Linked DNA regions of Mus musculus: all the other regions are linked to region 1. Evidence: chromatin contacts called from public HiChIP or PLAC-seq and promoter capture Hi-C data. All regions are on one chromosome and are shown on one strand. The core of a region is the stretch at or near the end of the contact, and the rest is flanking DNA. Distances in the headings are between cores, read along the strand shown. Region 1 holds the start of Ifnar2 (interferon (alpha and beta) receptor 2). Region 2 holds the start of Cfap298 (cilia and flagella associate protien 298). Region 3 overlaps Synj1 (synaptojanin 1). Region 4 holds the start of 4932438H23Rik (RIKEN cDNA 4932438H23 gene). Region 5 has its middle 31 kb from the start of 4932438H23Rik.

Region 1 (4,087 bases), core at 422-2,921:
TATCTGATATGGTTGCACCACTACCACCACCAACCCAACAACAACAAAAAGTAGTTTCACTTCTAAAACAGTACCTCTTAGGCTATGGTCTTCCTAGATTTATTTTAGACACATTGTTGAGTAACTCAAACCAAACCTCAGAGAGCTCTTTAACTCAACATTAACTACTTAACTAAAACTTGCAGCCCTGAGAATCCAAGCCAGGAAATCCAAGACTACGAGGAAGGGGCACTACAACTTCAGCTCTCTTTAAATGTTCAAATAAATACAGGGGAAAAAACTTTAGAATAGTCACATCCGGGTTTTTCTTTTTATGATTTAAATTTGAAAAGCCACTTTTGAACAACAGTCACTTCCTGCGCCACACTGATGAACCTCATTAACGATCCCCAAATTGCTAGTGTGTTGGTGAAGTCGATGAAGCCATATTTGGTGTGACCTCTGTTACCCCAGTACCAGACCCCACCTCATTACTCTCCCAAGGCTGCACAGAAGGACTGACAGGCAAGGGACAGGGGACAGTAGGGCAAACTCAGTCTCTGGTCCCAATCTTAGCACCTTTCTTAGATGACACTTGGGCTATTTCCTAAGATCTCCTGTCACACAAAACAGGGACATAAAACAAACATTAAAACACAAAAGTTCATAGGTTGTCAAAGTTTTCCAGTAGAGCCATGTTAACCAAATAAATGGGTCAATGGGGCCAACGGTTTACCGCATGCACTATTGGCTGGCTTGGAATAGAAATGCAAGCTACCAATAAACTCAGTGCCTTTCCTGTATCCCATCCCTGCCCATCTTCTGCGGGCCACAACCCCTTCAGTGACCTCGTAGGAGCTTGAACAAACGATCCTGGGACCTTAGGTAGGTTTCAGGGCGCGCAGTGTGTGTGTGTGTGTGTGTGTGTGTGTGTGTGTGTGTGTGTGTGTGTGTGTGTGTAGGGGGAGGGGTGTCAGGACGCAGAACAGGACCCAGAGGCTGGAGATGATAACTAGCTTGGCAAGGCGTAGTGGATCCTAAGGAATGTGGACCCCCTAGGATCTGGCAATGGCTCGGGCTAAGGTGCCCCATGCACCCTCGGTGAGGCGACGCTGGTGGAGTGAAGGCAGAGAGCCCACAAAAACCCAGAGTTCACCAAAGGAACGGTGAAAGGAAGGCGCCCATGCGGGGGCCACGAGGGCCCCCCATACGCAGCTTGTGGGTCGGGGGAGCTAGAATCCTCAGACTCTCCACGGAAGAAAGGCAGGAAGAGGCGGAGTCCCGAAGAGGAGAATTGAAAAGGGGATTCCGGGAACTGGCAGCGGGGAGGCGGCCCAGTCCTACTGTCCGCGAGGCGAGCGACACCCATTCATGTCCCCGTAATGCCCGCAGTACAGTACCTGAATCGCCGGGTCTCGTGAATCCCCCTCTGGGATGTCCTGGGGCCACCTCCGAGCTGCTCTGGGCATCAGGCGCAGCTGCGCGCGGCTGGCGAGCAGTGGAGGCAGGCGGGAGCCGAGCCAGGCGAAAGGGACGGCGGCGGGATGGCCGGTGCCCCGCGACCCGAAGAGTCTCCGCTGGCAGCCTGGTTTCCCCTGGTCTAGGGCTAGACCACGCAGGCTCCCGGAGGCCAAGGGTTCCCAGCCGCGGGGTTAGCGGTGAACAGAGAACGAGGCGAGAGGCGGGGCCCGGGCGGAGCCGGCGACAAATGGGCACTTTCGCATCCATTACGACCCCACCCACTTCAAGTACAGTCCAGGGAGCCAGAGTTAACGGATCGGGGTTGTTGTGTTTATCGCTGCCTCCTTGGAGGACTAGGTAGTGCCTGATCCCTAGAACTAACTGGATACGAATGGGTTGGGTGCCTGGCCTAGTGATGCGGGTGTGTACTCTCTTCTTCCAGGAAGGCCTTGGCAGGAGGATCTCGAATTCAATACCTATCTGATACAGAGCAAAATTAAGGCCAGCCTGGGCAATGTAGGGACACCCTGACTCAAAATACAAAGGAAGAGGGGTCTGGGCAGAACTGAGTGTCAGAACGCTTGTCAATCATGCTTCCCTCTCTTCCCCTCCCCTCCCAGTCCTCCCTCTTCTCTCCCTCTCTCATCTTGTGCTTACTTGTTTTTAAGCTCCTCTGATTATAATTTTCCACACAGGACACAAACAAAAATTATAAATACCATAACTCATTGCCTGCTTCTTCTTGGGTCTTTGCTTACTATTCCCCAGGGCCCTCTCTCAAGACCAAACGATTTTTTTTTTTAAGGATTTATTTATTATTATATGTAAGTCAGACACTCCAGAAGAGGGAGTCAGATCTCGTTACGGGTGGTTGTGAGCCACCATGTGGTTGCTGGGATTTGAACTCTGGACCTTCGGAAGAGCAATCGGGTGCTCTTACCCACTGAGCCATCTCACCAGCCCCTTTTTTTGGTTTTTCAAGACAGGGTTTCTCTGTGTAGCCCTGGCTGTCCTGGAACTCACTCTGTAGACCAGGCTGGCCTAAAACTCAGAAATCCGCCTGCCTCTGCCTCCCGAGTGCTGGGATTAAAGGCGTGCGCCACCACGCCCGGCTAAAGACCAAACGATTTTAGAGTAAGGAGAAACAATCTTTCCATACCTACTTAGGAACTGACATCCCTTGTCTTCCGAAATGGAATACGCGGGAGCTTTCTGTAGCGTATGCACAGTCTAAGTATGAAGGTGGAAGTTCCAAGGTGGAAATGCTAATGGAAGTCTGTAAGAGGAGGCGTGGCAATGATGCCTACCTGGGCCTGGATTCTCACTTTCAGATCTCCGAGGGAAGAGAAGGGGAGGTAGTTCACAGTTTATGTAAAGGGATTTTCTTTCCGTTAAAAAGCGTGTGTATGTGTTTTCCCCCTCTTTAAAGACAAGATCTCTTTGTGTGTCCAGCTGGCCTGAAACTTAAGATCTCCCCGCCCTACCCACCAAATGCTAGAATCACCATTCCAGAGCCACCATATGCAGTTTAAGAGAACAGTTTCATCTACCAGGACTGACAGTTGCTGAGTCTCTCTTTCTGGGCTGACCTGAAGAGGTTTCCACCACTTATGTCACACTGGCAGAATTCCTACCAGTCTCATGAATTTGAAAGGCTCTTATCTGGGATCCTGGTTCTCTACAAAAGCCGTTCAGTGCTGAAATAGTTTCAGCCACAGTTTCAAAGAAGTTGTAGAAGTAGCCCCGAGCAAGTGGGGTAAAGATGATACAAAACTGTGGTCTGCATGCCCCCTTTTATATACACATGCACATTAAAAATAGAAATATTTCAGAAAACGTGTGGGATTGGAAATCATTATGTTCAGCAAAATATACCAAACTCAGCTCAATAATATTGGTCTGTTTCTGTCATATGTGGAGTGTGGACTTAAATATATGCAAATTTACATATAAGCAATGGAAGTAGACAGAAGGCATGAAAGTAGAGGAGGAGATCCAAGGAGGGAGGGAGAACCAGAGAGGACATCAGACATTCAAGTCATGAAAGTAGAATCCAGGGGCTCTGTACCTGGGAGGAAGAAGGGAAGACCAAGAGGAGGAAGGGGTGGCCAGGGAGGAATGAGGGCACAGGAATAAAGTATAATGGGGTGCATGCGAGCACACACACACACACACACACACACACAGCACACAGGATTGTTGAAATTTCTATGTATGCCCTTGTGGAAAAATTATCATTGTCCTAATCACTAAAAACAAAACCCAACTGATCATGGGCTCCCCAACGAAAGGACTGAAGGAGCTGAGGGGGCTTGCAACCCCATAGGAAGAACAATATCAACCAACCAGACCCCCGTGCCCCTAGAGCTCCCAGGGACTAAACCACCAACCAAGGAGTACACATGGAGGGACCCATGACTCCAGCTGCATATGTAGCAGAGGATGTCTTATCAGACATCAGTGGGAGGGGAGGCCCTTGGTCCTGTGAAGGCAGCATGCCCCAGTGTAGGGGAATGCCAGGGCGGGGAGGCAGGAGTGGGTGGGCAGGTGGGTGTGTGAACACCCTCATAGAAGCAGGGGAATGGGGAATGGGATAAGGGTTTGGGAGGGTGGGAAAGGGGATAACATTTGAAATGTAAATAAAGAA
Region 2 (4,087 bases), core at 686-3,185, 440 kb after region 1:
AGAGCAGATCTGTTAGGACAGAGCACCTTTGCAAATGCTCAGTGTTATCACAATCCTGTGTTTATAGAAGTAACTCTGCTGCAGCCATCACTCGCTGTTAGCAATAACTCTTGTGAGTTTTAGATCGTGCTTGTTGGGGTTCTAATCATTTCAACAGTAGTAGCTTTTAAACTGCAGTATTACTAGAGCAGTGTGCTTCAAAATGTGAATTAACTTGTTGAGATTGTGGCTGTAACATCTGTGTGAGTAGTGTGTATGGTATCCACTCCCCATTAGCAAGCTAATCCACTTTAGAAAACTGAAGCAGTGTGGATCGCAGCCCTGAGCAGTGACTCCCTCAGGTGTGAACCACTGTAATGTCTGCAGAGCAATAGCTCTGCCTTGTCAGGAAGTCTGGTAGCTGCTGAAACGCACAAAGCAAGTTAAAGTTTGCTACAAAGAACTCGACATCGTGTGTATTTGCCAGGTCTGGTCAAAGCAGAAAACAGACACTAAGAATCTCTGTGAGTCTCTGTTCTCTCTAGTAGATTGCTGTTTATATGTATGTAAGAGGTTTATCGCTTATGTGGCATACAGTATTTATAACTATATACTTTATAGAAGTACAGTATTAAAGTTGCTGGTATACATTCTGTACATATCTTGTGAGATGTGCTGTCATATGAAATAAATATGTCTTTATCACCAGCTGACTTCTTTACTCAAAAGGGAAGAGGTTTTTTTTTCTCTCTATGCATGTGTGCACTCCCACATTCGTGTGTGTGTGTGTGTGTGTGTGTGTGCACATAATACATGCAGGGAATAAGAGGTAGTTTATTCTGAAGCCAAATTTGAATGAATGACCATGACAGATTTGGGTTACCCCAAATTCCATGTTCACAAAGTTTTGTAGCTCTCTAAGACAAAGTCGTAAGTCATGGCAAGTTTAAAATACATTGGTGGAAATGCCAGAGAGGCATATACAGTAAGACGAAGTTTTTCTTTAGTTACCAGATGCTATTTGACGATATTCTTAACTTTTGGGTTAGTGAAAGCTACGTTTATAGATTTCAGAGCCTATATGCAAGTTATTTCTGACCCATAGGAGGGCAATGGACGTCTGTTCTAGGAGCTATAGCTAACAGAGACAAGGTAATCAGTCTGGACCCGCAGATTCACAGCCTCTCCACATCACTGCTGTTTTTATTACACAGCTTCTTTCCAGGAATTTCCATTGGCAAGTAAAAAATTTAATGTGCCATCACCACAAACAAACAAAAAACCCTCACCATTTAGCGAAACTATGAGTTTGAGATCATTTCAAAGCACAGGTTAATTTTCTTTGCTAATTTTCTTTACTCCTCTATTTGATTTTCTTCCATCCATTTGTTTTCTCTTTATAACACTAAAATGGGATCCTCAGCTGTGTCTGAGCGCCCTGGAAGAACAGCGCTGCGCCCGCTTGCCCTATCTGAGATTGTGGGGGACCGAGACTCCATGGGACGGGCGATAGACAGCTGTGGAACTAAATGAGCTCTGCACAGCAGCAGCGCTCCCCACTTTTTGACCGGAGACCCAAAGCAGAAGGCATTTCCGGAAGCGATCCGTGCCTGCGCGAAACCAGTCTGAGTTTGGCGGCGGCTATGCTCCCATAGTGCCCAGCGCTCGCTCTCATTCTTAATCCAGGAGTCGCCATGCTCCTCCAGCGGACATCTCCCGAGTCCCCGGACCGTCCGCACAGGCCTCTAGCTGTTAGTTTGGGTTTTGGTTGCCCGGGCAACAGCTACTTCCGGGAGCGGCGACTGTGCGGCCCGCACAACCTGTTCTTCAGCGCCTCCGGCCTTCCAGGCGCGAGTTCTAACTGGGCACGAGCTCAATGTTTGACTGTTGCCCCTGGCAACAGCCACTTCCGCGAGCGTGCGCCGTTTTCTTCATCCCTCCGGGCTGAAGCGTGAGCCGCGTTCCACGGTTCCTCCTCGGAGCAGCGGTTAATCTCAGGCTGGTGTGGGTCCGGCCGACCCGGCTCGGGCCTCGTGGTCCCTGCCCCGCAGCCTTGCCACCTCGGCGGCGCCTCTGGCGCAGCCATGGTTGTGCTGCACGTGAAGAGAGGCGACGAGAGCCAGTTCTTACTGCAGGCGCCCGGGAGCACGGAGCTGGAAGAGCTCACGGCGCAGGTGGCCCGCGTCTACAACGGGCGGCTGAAGGTGCACCGGCTCTGCTCAGGTGCGGAAAGGGAGGCCGGCGGCTTCGGGGTCAGGGGGCAGCGCCCGGGGTCGCGAGGATTTGGGGAGATTTGCCGTAGCCCGGGGTGGGAAAGGAGCATCAGGGTTGACCGGGGATGAAAGACCAACGGCTGGAGGAAACCCAGGCTCGCCAGCCAACCGCCGACTCGGAGGAGAGCAGCCGGGATGCCAAGTGAGGCTGAGCTAAGCCGGGATTTGGGCTTCCGGGAAGTGCGAACGTACTGGGTCGAAAGGTGGCGGGACGGAGCTGAGGGATCGGGGACGGTGGGAGTTGTCAAGGGTGAGGGTGGAGTGAGTGGTGGCTGCAGGGAAGGGGGACAGTTTGAGACGCTAAAAGCCCTGGCCCTTGAGTCTCTTCGCTTTGAAGCCGCCCATGAAAGTTCTCACCGGGAGAGCCTTGGTGTTGTTTTCTGTCTCCTAGGAAACACATGATTTTTACATTATAGAGAACGCCTTAAGACCCGTTTTATATATATAATCAAACTTAACTGCTTTCAAAGAAGGCTCAATATTAAATGACATATTAAAAGTAAAACATTTAGGGGGTGGGGGGAACCTCCGGGTCTTTAACATCATAAACCGAAAGTGTGGGGCAGCATGTAAGAACTGCATGGGTGAGCCAGGCGGTGGTGGCGCACGCCTTTAATCCCAGCACTTGGGAGGCAGAGAGAGGCGGATTTCTGAGTTCGAGGCCAGCCTGGTCTACAAAGTGAGTTCCAGGACAGCCAGGGCTATACAGAGAAACCCTGTCTCAAAAAAAAAAAAAAAAAAAAAAAAAAAACAAGAATTGCATGGGTGAATCTACACAGAGGTAGGCACTGAAGCAAATACCATGGAGGATCACTGCCCCTGGCCTGCGCCTCACGACTTGCTCAGCCTGCTTTCTCATACCACCCAGGACCACTTGCCTAGGGGTGATACCACCCGGAGAGTGCTACCCCCCCCCCCCTTACTGTCATTGAGAAAATGCCTTACCTACAGACTTGCCTACAAACAGTCTGAAATAGACATTTTCTCAGTTGAGGTTCCTTCTTCCTAGATACGTCTATGTTCATGCCAGGTCAACAAAAGCCAAGCAGAACCAATTGCTTCCTTGTCAACACCAATCGACATATCACCATGAAACCATAACCCTCTCCTTTTTGTTTATCCCCAAGACCTTATTAATATGGATATCTCAATATAAAACAAATTCCAACTTTCAGAAGTTCCACAGGCTTTTAAATTTTTTCACTTTAAAAATGCAGTCTCTTTCAAAGTTCAAACCTCTCTGTAATATCCATTACCGGGCACCTGTAAAAAGACCTAATCTCACTCCAAGAGGGAAGACCATGAGCGCACTCGCACTGGAAGGAGAACTGAAGTGCAGCCCTGTGAAGCTCGCTGTCAGAGGTGCGGGACTCAGGGTCTTCTCCGCTCCCTCTGCTCTGCAGGGCCCACAGAACACATCTCACAGGCTGAGGCTGGCTCCACTCCGTAGCTGCTGCTGTCCTTGGTGGTCATCCCATGGTGTTGGCATTTCCAAACTGCCGGAACCGCAGGCTTCCCCTTACCAATGGCACCGATTGCCTCTTGGCCTCTCTTTGGGCTCTCTCACCCTGCATCATGATGCCAGGCCTCAGCCTCTCTCCATGATCCTTTCAATCCTGGGGTTTCCCTGAAACTGAAGTTTGACCTGGCCTCTTCCTATGCCCAGCCTCTACTGTTCTCCATGACTCTTCATGCCCTCACAATCAGTACCATCTGGAAGGTGCATACACTTGGCCAAGTTTGGCTGCAGGCATGAGCGGGCTTTGGCCCCCTCTAGACAACAGCTCTGTCCGTTGACCCTCAGGAAGCTTATCCCAGAAGGTTTTTGTCTTAAC
Region 3 (4,087 bases), core at 1,149-3,648, 380 kb after region 1:
GCAAAACTCCAGGAAGTGGCATTTTGCTAAGAGATTGAAGGATGGGCGATGGTTGAAAATAGAGGATGACTAGCGGCTGTTCCAGATGGAGAGGACACTGTGAACAGAGGAAGAGAAGAGCCAGCATGCAGGACAAGTAGACAGCGGATGACTAATTTTGCCTGAAGCCTGGTGTGCCAAGAGGTACTGAGAAGGAAAGGAAGACAGGAAGGCTTGTGCTTGGTACCACCAAGGGATTTCCCCCCTTTTTATCTAAAGGTCATATACATAATCTTAGTGTGGAATAAGTGGTCTTATTTCAGATCATCTCTTCATAGGTGAAGATTCTTATATTATTTTCTAAAATGGGATTTCGGGGGAGTACAACAGTGATCATGATTAACCCTTGTATAATCTCTTTTGGTATACTTTATAAGGTCTCGTAAAATAAGAAAGCCTTTTCCACCCACTTAAAAGCAGTGTTTGAGCTGGATACCTCAGCTCTCAGCAGGCTGAGGCACAAAGAGGATGGACTCAAGACTAACCTGGGCTGCACAATGAAACTCTTTTAAAAAAATTATAAATGGACAATAGGGCATTGTAAGATTTATCCTATCAATGCCATTTAGACATATTTATCTAAATTCAGGAGGAGGAAATAATTTTAAACATACAGAAAAGTTGAAGTTAGTAAAATAAAATTTAAAAAAGGATATTTTCTTACCGATTTGAGAGTAGGTTGCTGACGTGAGACCTTATTGTCCCCAGATACTGTGCTGTGTGTTCCCTAGACATTCTCCTCGTAAGGGCGCACAGCAGTCCTGCCACTGCCACTGCTCAGGCCCTCTTCACGCTTACCAGTAGCTAGCCATGCTTTCTATGATGGAAAGATCCATTCAGATCTGTATAGTTGATTTAAAAGGCAGGCCTTAATCTCCTCAACTCTAGAGCTCTAGTCTCTGACCCTCAGGACCTAGGAGAACAGTTGTTTTATAGGATGTTGTCCCTCCTTGCTGTGTGGGGCTTCTGCTGTTGCTCACCTTTGACAGAGCTATTTCAGAAGCTGTGCTGTTTTCGTCAGTCAGGTGACAGCTTTAAACTGCCTTGTTAATGTGTCAATATCGGTATGCACTTTGATTACTGGTAAAGGTAATCGTCTACTAGGTGTTGCAGGCTTTTGTTCTCCCTCCTGATTGTTCTGAGGACTTTGAGACTAGATAAACACCCCTTTCCTTGTGGAACTTCTAGTCTATACGCATATTCAGGGAGTAATAACATTCATTATTATTTCCTTTGTTGCTTATACTCTACATTTTTCAGTACCATTGAACATGTAGCAATGGAACCTACCCTAAGTTCAAGAGCAGGAAGTAGGTAGCTCTTCCAGGGTCCCACACTGTACCCCTGGGACCAGGTTCACCTGCCTCTGCATCTCCAATGCTGGGATTAAAGTATTAGTCACTGTGCCCAGAAAAGAGGTTCCCTCTAATGCTGGCTCCTTAGACTTAGACAATTAGTAACTGACTTAAGCCAATTTCCTCAGGTCAAATGGAAGGTGTAGCTTTGTCCTTAGGGTACTGTGAAAATTAAATAGTGCACATAAACACCTGGCCTTGTGTTAGTGCCATAATCATCGCAGAGATGATGAACTAATACTGTAGCTGTAAGACCATTTCTAAATTGCTGGTAATAGAAACTCATGGCAGTAAAAATGTAACCTCGGGCTGGTGAGATGGCTCAGTGGGTAAGAGCACCTGACTGTTCTTCCGAAGGTCCAGAGTTCAAATCCCAGCAACCACATGGTGGCTTACAACCATCCGTAACAAGATCTGACTCCCTCTTCTGGTGTGTCTGAAGACAGCTACAGTGTACTTACATATAATAATAAATAAATCTTAAAAAAAAAGAAAGAAAAAAAAACAATAATAAAAAAAAAATGTAACCTCATCTGCTTTAGTCAGAGAGAGAGAGAACTCAGAAGATAACTCTGAAATACAAATAATTAAGTGGCTTGGTGTATGCTTACATGTTTAAGCTAGATGACGGTGCAATAGAAGGATGGTCACTGGGCCTGAGAGACAGTGTTTATTTGTTGTGCAATTGAGAAGAAAATAGTTATGAGGAGAGAATATTTATTTCATGATAATTTAGGTTACAGAGACTATTCATATGGGGAGAGAATTACTTAATATTAAGTTACATTTTCTTTTTAACTCTTGCTGGCTGTGGTCATTGAACCTAATGGTGATTTTTTGCTAACTGCTAATTTAACCTAATTGCTGCTGACACTAATACATCAGTAATTCCTTCATTCCAATGACAGCAATAATATTTTAAATTCACACAGCATGTAGCCTGAGGGACTCCGTAGAGCAGTCTGACCTGGAAACCGCATTTTCTGCCATGAAAAATTGAGACCCACTCCCAGCCCCACCCATGGTACGCTGAATGAGGAAGTGCAGCACTTAAGAAAGGCAGCTGTAGTTTCCTTTAGAAAACAATTCAGTTTTTGTTGTAAATTTTAAATTTGAATTGACCATAAACACATAGAACAATATAATGCTAGGACGGCTAGATATGTGAAAGAAGACACGATTCCCCTAGCATGCTAAAAGTCTTCCCCACTCTAGTTTCATACTGGTTACAGAAAGGCCCACACTTAATAATGAACATATTAGAGAATGTGATGGTGTTAGTTGAGTCATTTAGCTTTAGCCTGTGCTGCCAGCTAACTGACCATAAGTCCCCGGCTGGCCAAAGTGAGCCGCGGAGGAGAAGCTTGAGTAGACAGGGTGGAGAGAGGCAGATGGGGAAGTGAGATACTATGTGGAACTCTGGGGAAGAGCTTTAAGATAAGAGTCTGGAATCCAAGGAATTGGCAAGGAATCTTGGATAAGATGTAGATTGAGAAGAGCCTGTGTCTGCAGAGAAGATAGACAGGAAATGGGAGGTCAGAGCAATCTGCTTACTTGCTTTCCTAGAGCAGCATACAGGAGCCCTGCCAAGGGTTCTGTGGTTGTGGTGTGGACAGAGGGGAGGGAGAAGGCTAAGTGTGATGAGGACAGGGAATCCTGTGACCTAGCAAGCCTCCTCGAGCTGGGGAGAGGTGGGACAGGGAACGGAGGGCAGTGGCTAAGTTTGAATTTCACACTTCAGAATGTGCTATTTGAAATTCTTTGAAATACCAGATGTGGTTTATGTTCCTTGGTTCTTTGTTGTATCTTAAATGTGGATCTGCTAAGTGCTAGGAAGGTTCTGCCTTTAAACATCCGGGATTTTTGTTGTTGTTGTCTTTTATTTTATTTTATTTTTTTATCAGTAGACTAACCATAGTAGCCTGCTCTAGGGAAATTATTGCCTGGCTTGAGCTCATTAGCAAGTTTGCCTCAGCTTAGAGCAAAGGAAGTGAGAGGAAGGTCAGTAAAGACTGCCCCACTGCCATGCTAAACCGTGTGGTCAAGCAGTGGCTTGCAGCATTTACCAGTTTATTCAGCTTCTGTGTCCAGGATAAACGAGTGAGTAAAACAGGCTATCAACAAGAAGACAGACTCCTTAGATGGGCAGAATTCTGTAACTCCAGCAAGAAAGTTCTTCTACTAGTTGGACAGAATACCTAATATAATACACTGGTGTTTGGAGAGGTCACCTATATCAAACATGGAGATACTGAGCTGGTGCCCACAGAGACTTCATCCCTATGTTCCAGCATCCTTGATACAGAAAGGTATTCTGCACATTATCAAGGGTAATGTAAATACCAAGCCAGCTACAAAACCTTTATTCACAACAGTGTCCAGCCTGTAAGATATGCTAAGGTAATGGTGGCACAGGGCTTGCAGAAGTAACCCACCAACAACTGATTTGACTCGAGGCTCACTTCACGAGGTGAACCCAGATCTGACACAGCTTGAGTGGTCAAGAACCAGAGACTAGATAACCCAGTGACATAGGGGGAAACCAAGTCATGCTGGTCTAAAGACAGAGAGAGAAAAAAGAGAAAATAGATAGATAGATAAATGGGGAAAACGATCCCATTTTGAAGCTTTGTTTCAAGTCTGGCATTACAACTAAATAGATTCTAATGTTTTCAATTATTATTTTTAACAGC
Region 4 (4,087 bases), core at 518-3,017, 300 kb after region 1:
AGGAGGAGGAGGAGGAGGAGGAGGGAGAGGGAAGGGGGAGGGGGAGAAGGAGAAAGAGAAGGGGAAAGAGAAGGAGAAAGAGAAGGAGAAAGAGAAGAAGAAGAAGAAAAGAAGGGATAGTGATTGTCATGTGAGCGTGAGCCTGGGTTCAGTACCCCGGAGCCCACCTAAAGCCTGGGGGGATTCAGACACCTATGATGCCAGTGCCCCTACAGAAGGATGAGGCAAAACTACAGGTGCACACAGCAGGAAGGAGGGAGGGAGGAAGAGAGAGGAGGAGAAGGGAGGAGGGAAGGAATTGGGGAGGGAGGAAGAGGGGGAGGCTCATGTGGAAGGTAAAGACAACATCCATCTGAGGTTTTTGCTGACCTCCACGTGGGTGCCACAGCCCTCACAAGGAGATGAAGTATTTTTTTCACCCCCTTTCATACACCATTGGTTAATGACCACTCAATAAGGTGTCATTGGACTGTTTTCCTGTGTCTGACTCACTCCACTCCTGGGCATCCTTTAGGGACCCTGATCAAAAAAACTTCAGCCTCCCTGGAGAAAGGTGGCCCCACCATTGCTAAGATGTGTGTCTATTGGTTTTGTTCCTTCCTTTACATGGTTTTCCACAATCACTCCTGTTTACCTCTGTGTCCTTCAAGCCTTCTGGCACAGTGCTTGTGTGTGGTAAGGACCAGTGGGTAGATAGGTGGGTGGGTGGGTGGGTAGTGTTATCCCATATTCAGGTGACTCTATATCCATTTCTCTGGTCCCGTAATGTATCACATTAGTGAGACCCTCCTCTATCCAGCCTTCATTAGTCATTAAAGACTGGATTTTAGGTCACAAGATTGGAACCTTCATGAATGAAATTGGGAGTCATAGAAGGGGCTGGGACATTCCTGGAAGGGTTGTGAGGACATCCCTGGAAGGGGTCATCTATGAGCCAGGAAGTGCCCCTTCCTCATCTGATATTGAATATAAGACTAGAGTCTTAGATTTCCCTGTCTCCAAAAGACTAAGAAATGGTTTAGTTTTGTTTGGGTTTTTTTGGTTTTGGTTTTTTGAGACAGGGTTTCTCTGTATAGCCCTGGCTGTCCTAGAACTCACTCTGTAGACCAGGCTGGCCTCGAACTCAGAAATCCACTTGCCTCTGCCTCCCAAGTGCTGGGACTAAAGGCGTGCTCCACAACTGCCCGGCCTAAGAAATGTTTCTAAGCCATCCAGTTTAGGACATTTTGTAGCAGCCCCAAATAGACTAAGCCACCACTGAATGAACACAGATTTTTTTTTTTTTACATGTTTACTTACTTTCTGGCTTCTAGCATTTAAAAATGAGTTCATGAGAGGGGAGAGACTGGGGCTACGTCCCAGAAAGAGAAATGAATTCATGTTCTCTTTGGAGCAATCACAGTCGAATGGTTTTTGCACCATCTGAGGCACTTACCAACCGTAAGTAAAAATTCATCAGGCCTAAGAGAGTGGAACAAATCGTGGATGTAAAAGTGTCGTCCAGGCGTCTCCGCAGTCCACAGTCAATCCATGCAACTTCCGGCTGCAGTAGAATCTCTTCCATTTACGCCTCTCCTTTGTGGTCAGTCTACAGCAGCAGTAGACTCCCCGTTTCTTCTGAAAATTTCCCGGCTTAACAGCCCCAAAGAGACAGGTTCTCTCCTACTGGTTAATAAAACTGGTAGGCCAGTCAGCTTCCTTCTGGCTGCCATGGAAACCACCAGGCCAAACAGAAAAGAACAGTAAGTGAGAGACCACGAGACCACGCATTCCACCCGGCTTGCAGATTAAAGCAGCTGTCAAGCCAGGGTGAAGGCGCAGTGGCCAGGGAAGAGCTCCAAGGTCTGCAGATTGGACAGGCAAGGCCCTGCCGTGGGGCCGCAAAATGTAAGTAGCGCCCCTGCTCTGTTTAAAACGCCTGTCAGCTCAACAGACTTCTGCTGTACGGCCAGAAAGTCTGGGGACGACTGGAGGGGCTCTATCAGGGTAACTTCCTGGAACTGCCGCATCCCTGGAATATGTCACTGTAAAGGTGGTGGGTGCCACCAAACACCCTTTGGGCTTCTACGCAACTGGATAGCTTACTACCATTCTCTGTCTTGCAAAGGAAACACTTTTTAGGGCACTAAGCAAGGAGTGGAATGGTCTTTTCATTTAGACCCTACACAGATAGGGATCTGAACTTGTTTCTATTTTTAAGAGTTTGTTTAAGCTCTTCTGCTCATCTTTAATACCTAATAACGATCATGCAGCCCCAGACCCTGGCTCTTTCCGTAGTGAGTGGCAAAGAAAATCAAGGCCTCTGAAGTAGCACTGCCTACGATGTGATGTCTGGGGGCCTTGCTTTATCCTTCAGAGGTGTCTTACAGCTCATGCCAGTCGTCATAGCATTTCCTCCTCAGAAAACTCGAACTAAAGAACAAACAGTAAACTTCTTAAATAAGATTAAAAGGCATTTATGGGGGAAAAGACCTTATAAAATACTAAAAAGCCAGACTTTTATTGTTTGCAAACTGCATGTTGTGAAAAAAGTGATTCTTAAGTTTTTAACTTTTTTTTTTTAGAATGAATAATGCAATATGTTTGGAGGGGAAACAATTTTTTTCATTTTTATTTCTGACAGAAATAGGGCAGTTTCAGAGACTAATAGTTTCTGTAACGTGTTTATGGAAATTGGTGCTTTTCAACAGCTATCTCGTGGTTTCCAACTTTCTCACACCAGTTTTTCATTGCTTAAAACTGGCATATGATCAGGGTTGAGAATCTGGCACCCAGTGGCGGGTGCCTGTGCCTTTAAGAGACAAGTAAGGGGACAGGAGTCAGTGTGACTTGGGAGAAGCTGTCTAGCTGGCAGCCACAGCTAAGCAAAGCCACAGGTTCAAATACCAGGGAGTAAACCACCTCCCTGAATTCCAGGTCGCTCCAGGGGAAAACTTGAAAGTTTCTCTCATCGTCAGCTTCTCCGTGTTCAGAAGAAGGACAGGTAACTGCCCAGTTTGGTTAGGGACTCCTGGGGCTCTCTCTGGCTAGTTTTCCTATCACTTCTCACACCTGTGCTAACTGAAGCCACACTCAGCTTCCATTAGCTTCTCTTCTAACGATGAACTTGAACTCATTAACTAATTTACACCCGTTTCTTTTTCAAAGGCTGTTTCTGAAGGGTTTATGGATAACAGAACCCACTTGATTTATCTCGTTAAGCATAAAATTGTAATCTAGCAATGGGGTATAAGGTGTGGGACATCAGTGGAGTCTGAATTTCCCCTGGGGCTCCTTACGGTGTGCTCGGCTATCTGGTTTAAAGTCTGAGCCATTACTAACTAGATCCGGGATCTTTGACAAGTTATTCTATGTCTCCATTTTGTTTAATATGATAGTGGGCCTTTACTATCTGCTTTTAGGGTTACCGCAAGTAGTCAATGGCCTAAGACATTCAGTATCTGGAACAGTATCTGGCACAAAGATGTACCCATTCCATGTTAGTGTTACTAAGTAAGACCAGGTGTGTGCCTGTGGTGCCAGCTGCAACTGTGAAAGGCCAGGTGTATGCCTGTGATGATGCCAGCTGCTCCTATGGAAGGTCAGGTGTGCCTGTGGTGCCAGCTGCACCTGTGGAAGGCCAGTGTGCTTGTGGTGCCAGCTGCACCTGTGGAAGGACAGGTGTGTGCTTGTGGTGCCAGCTGCACCTGTGGAAGGACAGGTGTGTGCTTGTGGTGCCAGCCACTTGAGCTCAGGAGCCAACATAGTGAAACCAGCCAGAGCAAATATGATGAGACCTGTTCTAAAATAAAAACCAGCAATTCCATAAATAAAATACACAGAGAATGCCTGCCTGATCTCAGTCACCATTAGCATGTCAGAGGTTTCACTTGGTAGAGGACATTGTCCTCTGTTGATGCCTGTTCTCCTCTTTGTAGCTGTTGGCGTTTGTTCTTCTTGTTGTGGTCATTATTTCAATGAGAATTTCTTACACTATATATTTTGAGCATATTTATCCTCCTCCCCAGTTCCTCCTGGATCCACCTCCTTCCTCACCCACCCAACTTTATACCCTTTAAGAGACATGGTAATTCTAACTGATGCTGCT
Region 5 (4,087 bases), core at 1,112-3,611, 270 kb after region 1:
CATCTCTCCAGCCCAGAACATGGAATTCTAATTCCACTTGTATGAAACAATCTGGGTGAGCGCTTCAAGGGTTATAGCGGTGCCTGTGAGCCTGTGAGCCTGTGAGCGCTGTTCTCAGAAGATCTCTTCATTCTCAGTTGAATGCCCTGGTGCTACTGTCACGATTCATGAGGGGAAAAAAAAACCCTACTGGTTACTTTTAACTCTTTAAAAATGTAACTATAAAAACAAATCCTCCTTATGAAAATATACTGAATTGGTAAATGTCTTATGGTTTCCATTGCTGTGAAGAGACACCACAACCAAGGTAACTCTTATATAGGACAACATTTAGCTGGGGCTGGCTTACAATTTTAGAGGCTCAGTCCATTACCTTCACAGTGGGAAGCATGGCAGCCTGCAGGCAGACATGGTGCTGAAGAAGGAGCTGAGAATTCTACATCTTGTTCTAAAGGCAGCCGGAGACTGCTCCAGTAGGTGTGTGTGTATGGACAGTATGTAAGACCTCAAAGCCAACCTCCACGGTGGCATACTTCCTCCAACAAGGCCACACCTCCTAATAGTATCATTCCCTATGGACTATGGGTGCCAATTATAAACGACCACAGGAAAACTACATGTAACCATGGCCTGAGAGTAAGACAGCAAGCAGACCAACTGAAACAGTTTCAGAAACTGTTCTGCCTCCATTGGGGCTTCCAGGAGGCTGTGAGGTCAGAACCCTCTGGAAGGTGTTCAGTTGTCTTGCCCTTTGCTGTTATCCCTCTGGGAAGACAGAAGAGTTTCATTCAGATCACCTCTAGCATGAAGGGCCATAAGGGCTGAGATATGACCAGATAGGGTTGAGGTTCAGATCATGGCAACAACTACACGTTGCTTTGATTCATGACTTCTTCTGAATTTCAGCTATCATCGACATCCCAGTTTGGTTGAGTTCATCTTCTAGAGAAAAGGCTACAGAAACAGGAAGTTAGAGTCCGTGGGATGAGTGGTAATTTGGCCCAATAAGTGTCCGAAGCCCCCATTCATTATGATGGGGCCAGAGATCTGTTCTGCTGGGTGAAAGGACTATGGTGTAGTACTGAAAACAACCAGGAGAATGCACACACATGCCCAGGATGTCATCATGAATCCTCCTGCCATGTAGAATAAATAGGTACCAGTACAAAACTTTTTGAAAAGCAGCAGGAGAAAAGAACCAAGCAGCTGTTGTAGTTTCATGTCTGCTGCTGTGGTGAATTATCCTGACCAAATGTGACTTGGGGGAGGGGAGGGGTTTATCTCTGCTTTCCGTTCCAGGCTGCCTCTCTTTACTGAGGAGAAATCAAGGCAGGGACTCAAAGCAGCTATGCACACATCCAAGTTAATGTCAGAGGGAAGAAAATGTACTTGTGCTTCCTGCTTGCTTTATCTAGCATTTCCCTGTCCTATACAGTTCAGGACTCCCTACCTAAGGAAAAAGTGCCGCCCACAATCGGCTGTGTCCGCCAACATCAGTTAACAAACAAAACATTTCCCCAAGATGTGCCCAGAGTCCAACCTAATCTAGACAACCCCTCTCTTGGTAGATTCTATGTCACGCAAGTTGACATTTACAAATAGCCATCAGAACAACGGAAAGGACGTGGATTTGAAGTTTAATTACTTCTTGTAGGCTGCAGGACTTCTCTCAATCCTTACTTTGTACATAGCTGTCTTCTTCCTTCCTGAATTTGAAGGTAGGGGTTAAACAGATGAACGTGTAAAACACAGGTACAGTTTCGACAACATAGTGGTTTGTTCCTACTTAAGAAGTGTTAGATGCTGTTATTGGCTGCTCTCAGGTTTGTCTAGTGCTCGCCTATCTCAAATGTGAAACTTGTATAGACCAGTGGCCTCAGTGTCACCTGGTTAGCAACATATCGGGTCTGTGCCCCCACTCCCTAGACTGAAGGAACCAGAATTTGAATTTTAGTAAGGTCTCTTGACTTACGTATCCATTAAAGAGTGAGCGACACTGGCTTCCAACACACTTTACACTTCTCCGGACACACCAGCCTTGTCCCTTGAGGCCTCAGCTGAGTGGTGTTTGTGTGAGTGAATATCAATTCTTCGGCCAGGATTCCTCCATATGCCAGCATTCTGCCCAGCAGTGGGTGCTGCCAGGCTGGTTATTTAATGAGTCTTATGATACATTAAATCTTCCAGACCTCACGGCAGTTTGACCAATAGAGAAATAACTTTTTTTTAAGGTAGCCCAAAACAAGCCAACTCAGGCGAGTAATGGGATTAGCATGGTGAACTCGGGGCTGGACCACGTGAGTCGCCCTCCATCTACCACGGCTGCTGTCCTCATGGCTGATTACGGTGCATTGTTTCATCAAATTAAGCACCAAAGGGGTGCTGTAAGGGCAGCATATGGCCCCCTTTCAGAAGTAGTTAGCTTGGCACTGTGCAAGCTGCCTGTCAGGCTCCTCTGAAACCTCCTAAATCCACACAGGGAGGCCGTTTACGTTCGCAAACACTGTCTCGTGAAAGTGACTGCCTTTCTCTGTGGGCTCCCCTGCCGTTGTTAAAAGTAAGGCCAGGACGTGGGGCTTGAAGCCTTGGAAGGATCGGGGAGGACAGGAAAAGGACCCATTACCTCCCATTTCTCTTCCCCTACCCCATCCTGGCAGAACAATCACGGTGGAGGATACACTCTCATTCCCCCCACTGAAAAGATGCCGGATGCTGGCAAATCCATTGTCCCTCGTCTCAAAGGAGCAGAGGTGACTGAGGGTAGGTTTAAAACTGAAGACAGGAATAACTGCTGTGGTTAAAAGATCTGTTGAGAGGGGCAGTAGTTTTTCTAGCAATCAGGGGTGGATGCTGGGGAGGCTTTGTGAAGGAACCAGGTGATGGCACCAGCATAAGTTGAGATGGAACCATGTGGTCTGTGATGCACAGAAGCACAGGTCTGGAGGCCCAGAGAAGAGTCATTAGGCTGCATCAGGAGCACTGTTTGGTTGCTATTTTGTATTGATGTGGCTTCTCTGCCCTCCAAGGAGCTTGGTGCTCACCAAGGTGTAATTAGTGAATAGCGATCCTCACAACACCCGCCCCGCCCCCACTGGGATGAGGGACGAGGTCGGACAGCAAAGGCACTATTACTCCCCTCCTCTCACCATCTCAAAGTGTCCCCCAAATAAGATGGCTTCAGCAACCTCCCTGCAGGACTTGGAGCCTACCATAGGGCACTTTCCATCTTCCATTAGTGGGTAGTCCTTTGTGACTTCTGGTCACCCAATTGTCACCAGCCCAGGGGGAAGAAGCGTCAGATTCATCGTCCCCTTCTTATCTCTACCCAAAAGGGAATAGAACCATTGCAGCCCAAGGGCACCCGGAAACAAAAGTTGTTGTTGTAGTCGTTGTTGTTAGAAAGCAGGGCGGGATCTGCTTTTTAATGTATTTTTAAAAAATCGATTCTTAAAGGGTGAAAGTCACAGCAATTGATATCTTACCAATTGCCCTGTAGTAACAACTGTTATTGGCATGGTGCCTCCCTGGGAACTGATTTTACATGGTACCTGATGGGCTTCCTGGTGGATACGGGGATCTTCCGGATGGTGTGACCCAATGACCCAAAATTTCCCTGACCCTTCCTCGAGCCAGAAAATCTGACAACCGACACTGCCGTTCCTCTAGTTGCCGGGGGACACTGACTTCTACCTTGACTCATTGGCTTGCCTCTGCTAGCATCATACGGTTTCGTCGTATTTCATCCTTCATAAAGTGTACCTACTAGAGTCTTGTGGTGGGAAGGAGTGGCGGCAAAGAGCAGGCACGGCCTCAGTAACTGGATGCTGAGAGTTCAGGTCTTGAATACTTAGGCACAAGGCAGGGAGAAGGAACCGGAAGTGGTGGAGACTTTCAATCTCAGAGCCCGCCCCCAGGGACGTACTTCCTCCAGCAAGGTTGTGTCACCTAAAACCTCCCCGAACCGCACAACCAACTGGGGGATGAGCAAATGTTCAATTGCTCAAGTCTATGGGGGGACCATTTCTAATTCCAACTACTATGGTGTCCGTGGGTGTTTTTAAAAGAAATACAATTTTAAGACACTCAA

What was found. HiChIP or PLAC-seq counts read pairs in DNA pulled down with a chosen protein or histone mark. Capture Hi-C pulls out chosen DNA fragments and counts their contacts.
Region 2: a contact with region 1 is called in a promoter capture Hi-C map of adipose tissue. The contact joins the promoter of Cfap298 here to the promoter of Ifnar2 in region 1. A contact is called at or near these places in 4 of 39 promoter capture datasets (embryonic stem cells, frontonasal cranial neural crest, hippocampal neurons and 1 more), 3 of 115 datasets of contacts at active chromatin or transcription factors (embryonic forebrain, embryonic stem cells and memory CD8 T cells) and 1 of 9 other capture datasets (adipose tissue).
Region 3: a contact with region 1 is called in an H3K4me3 HiChIP or PLAC-seq map of bone marrow-derived macrophages, with 3 times the contacts expected there. The contact joins the enhancer-like site here to the promoter of Ifnar2 in region 1. A contact is called at or near these places in 2 of 39 promoter capture datasets (hematopoietic stem and progenitor cells and liver), 6 of 115 datasets of contacts at active chromatin or transcription factors (the 230-238 cell line, bone marrow-derived dendritic cells, bone marrow-derived macrophages and 2 more) and 2 of 9 other capture datasets (liver and macrophages).
Region 4: an H3K4me3 HiChIP or PLAC-seq map of embryonic basal ganglia shows a contact between it and region 1, with 5 times the contacts expected there. The contact joins the promoter of 4932438H23Rik here to the promoter of Ifnar2 in region 1. A contact is called at or near these places in 19 of 39 promoter capture datasets (the 3T3-L1 cell line, 3T3-L1-derived adipocytes, the HPC-7 cell line and 14 more), 4 of 484 Hi-C or Micro-C datasets (the HPC-7 cell line, embryonic stem cells, female germline stem cells and 1 more), 29 of 115 datasets of contacts at active chromatin or transcription factors (the 230-238 cell line, the HPC-7 cell line, the NIH/3T3 cell line and 18 more) and 3 of 9 other capture datasets (adipose tissue, liver and pancreatic islet).
Region 5: a contact with region 1 is called in an H3K4me3 HiChIP or PLAC-seq map of embryonic basal ganglia, with 2.3 times the contacts expected there. The contact joins the enhancer-like site here to the promoter of Ifnar2 in region 1. A contact is called at or near these places in 10 of 39 promoter capture datasets (the C10 cell line, cranial neural crest, embryonic stem cells and 6 more), 3 of 484 Hi-C or Micro-C datasets (the HPC-7 cell line, embryonic stem cells and liver), 17 of 115 datasets of contacts at active chromatin or transcription factors (the HPC-7 cell line, the SCID.adh cell line, bone marrow-derived dendritic cells and 12 more) and 5 of 9 other capture datasets (adipose tissue, embryonic stem cells, embryonic trunk and 2 more).

Annotation. Positions count from the first base shown.
Region 1 is chr16:91,370,367-91,374,453 of GRCm38.p6, reverse strand. It overlaps Ifnar2 (interferon (alpha and beta) receptor 2), which reads right to left and starts at 1,671. Exons shown (of 9, transcript NM_010509.2): 1 at 1,380-1,671. It overlaps Gm36587 (a long non-coding RNA gene), which reads left to right. Exons shown (of 4, transcript XR_876244.2): 1 at 1-864.
Region 2 is chr16:90,932,697-90,936,783 of GRCm38.p6, reverse strand. It overlaps Cfap298 (cilia and flagella associate protien 298), which reads left to right and starts at 1,935. Exons shown (of 7, transcript NM_026502.2): 1 at 1,935-2,202. The coding sequence starts at 2,064. It overlaps Synj1 (synaptojanin 1), which reads left to right. Exons shown (of 32, transcript NM_001164483.1): 32 at 1-687.
Region 3 is chr16:90,994,027-90,998,113 of GRCm38.p6, reverse strand. It overlaps Synj1 (synaptojanin 1), which reads left to right. Exons shown (of 32, transcript NM_001164483.1): 3 at 4,087. Among named protein-coding and RNA genes, the nearest start is that of 4930404I05Rik, 15 kb to the left of the region's middle. Within about 2 kb of position 2,398, at least 149 of the 459 cell types and tissues checked have an H3K27ac peak or open chromatin away from gene starts, as enhancers often do. A contact at or near this core is called in bone marrow-derived dendritic cells, bone marrow-derived macrophages, extraembryonic endoderm stem cells and 3 more, where this site is marked.
Region 4 is chr16:91,066,832-91,070,918 of GRCm38.p6, reverse strand. It overlaps 4932438H23Rik (RIKEN cDNA 4932438H23 gene), which reads left to right and starts at 1,767. Exons shown (of 3, transcript NM_028905.4): 1 at 1,767-1,887.
Region 5 is chr16:91,097,870-91,101,956 of GRCm38.p6, reverse strand. It overlaps a transcript of 4932438H23Rik not described here. Among named protein-coding and RNA genes, the nearest start is that of 4932438H23Rik, 31 kb to the right of the region's middle. Within about 2 kb of position 2,361, at least 18 of the 459 cell types and tissues checked have an H3K27ac peak or open chromatin away from gene starts, as enhancers often do. A contact at or near this core is called in embryonic basal ganglia, where this site is marked.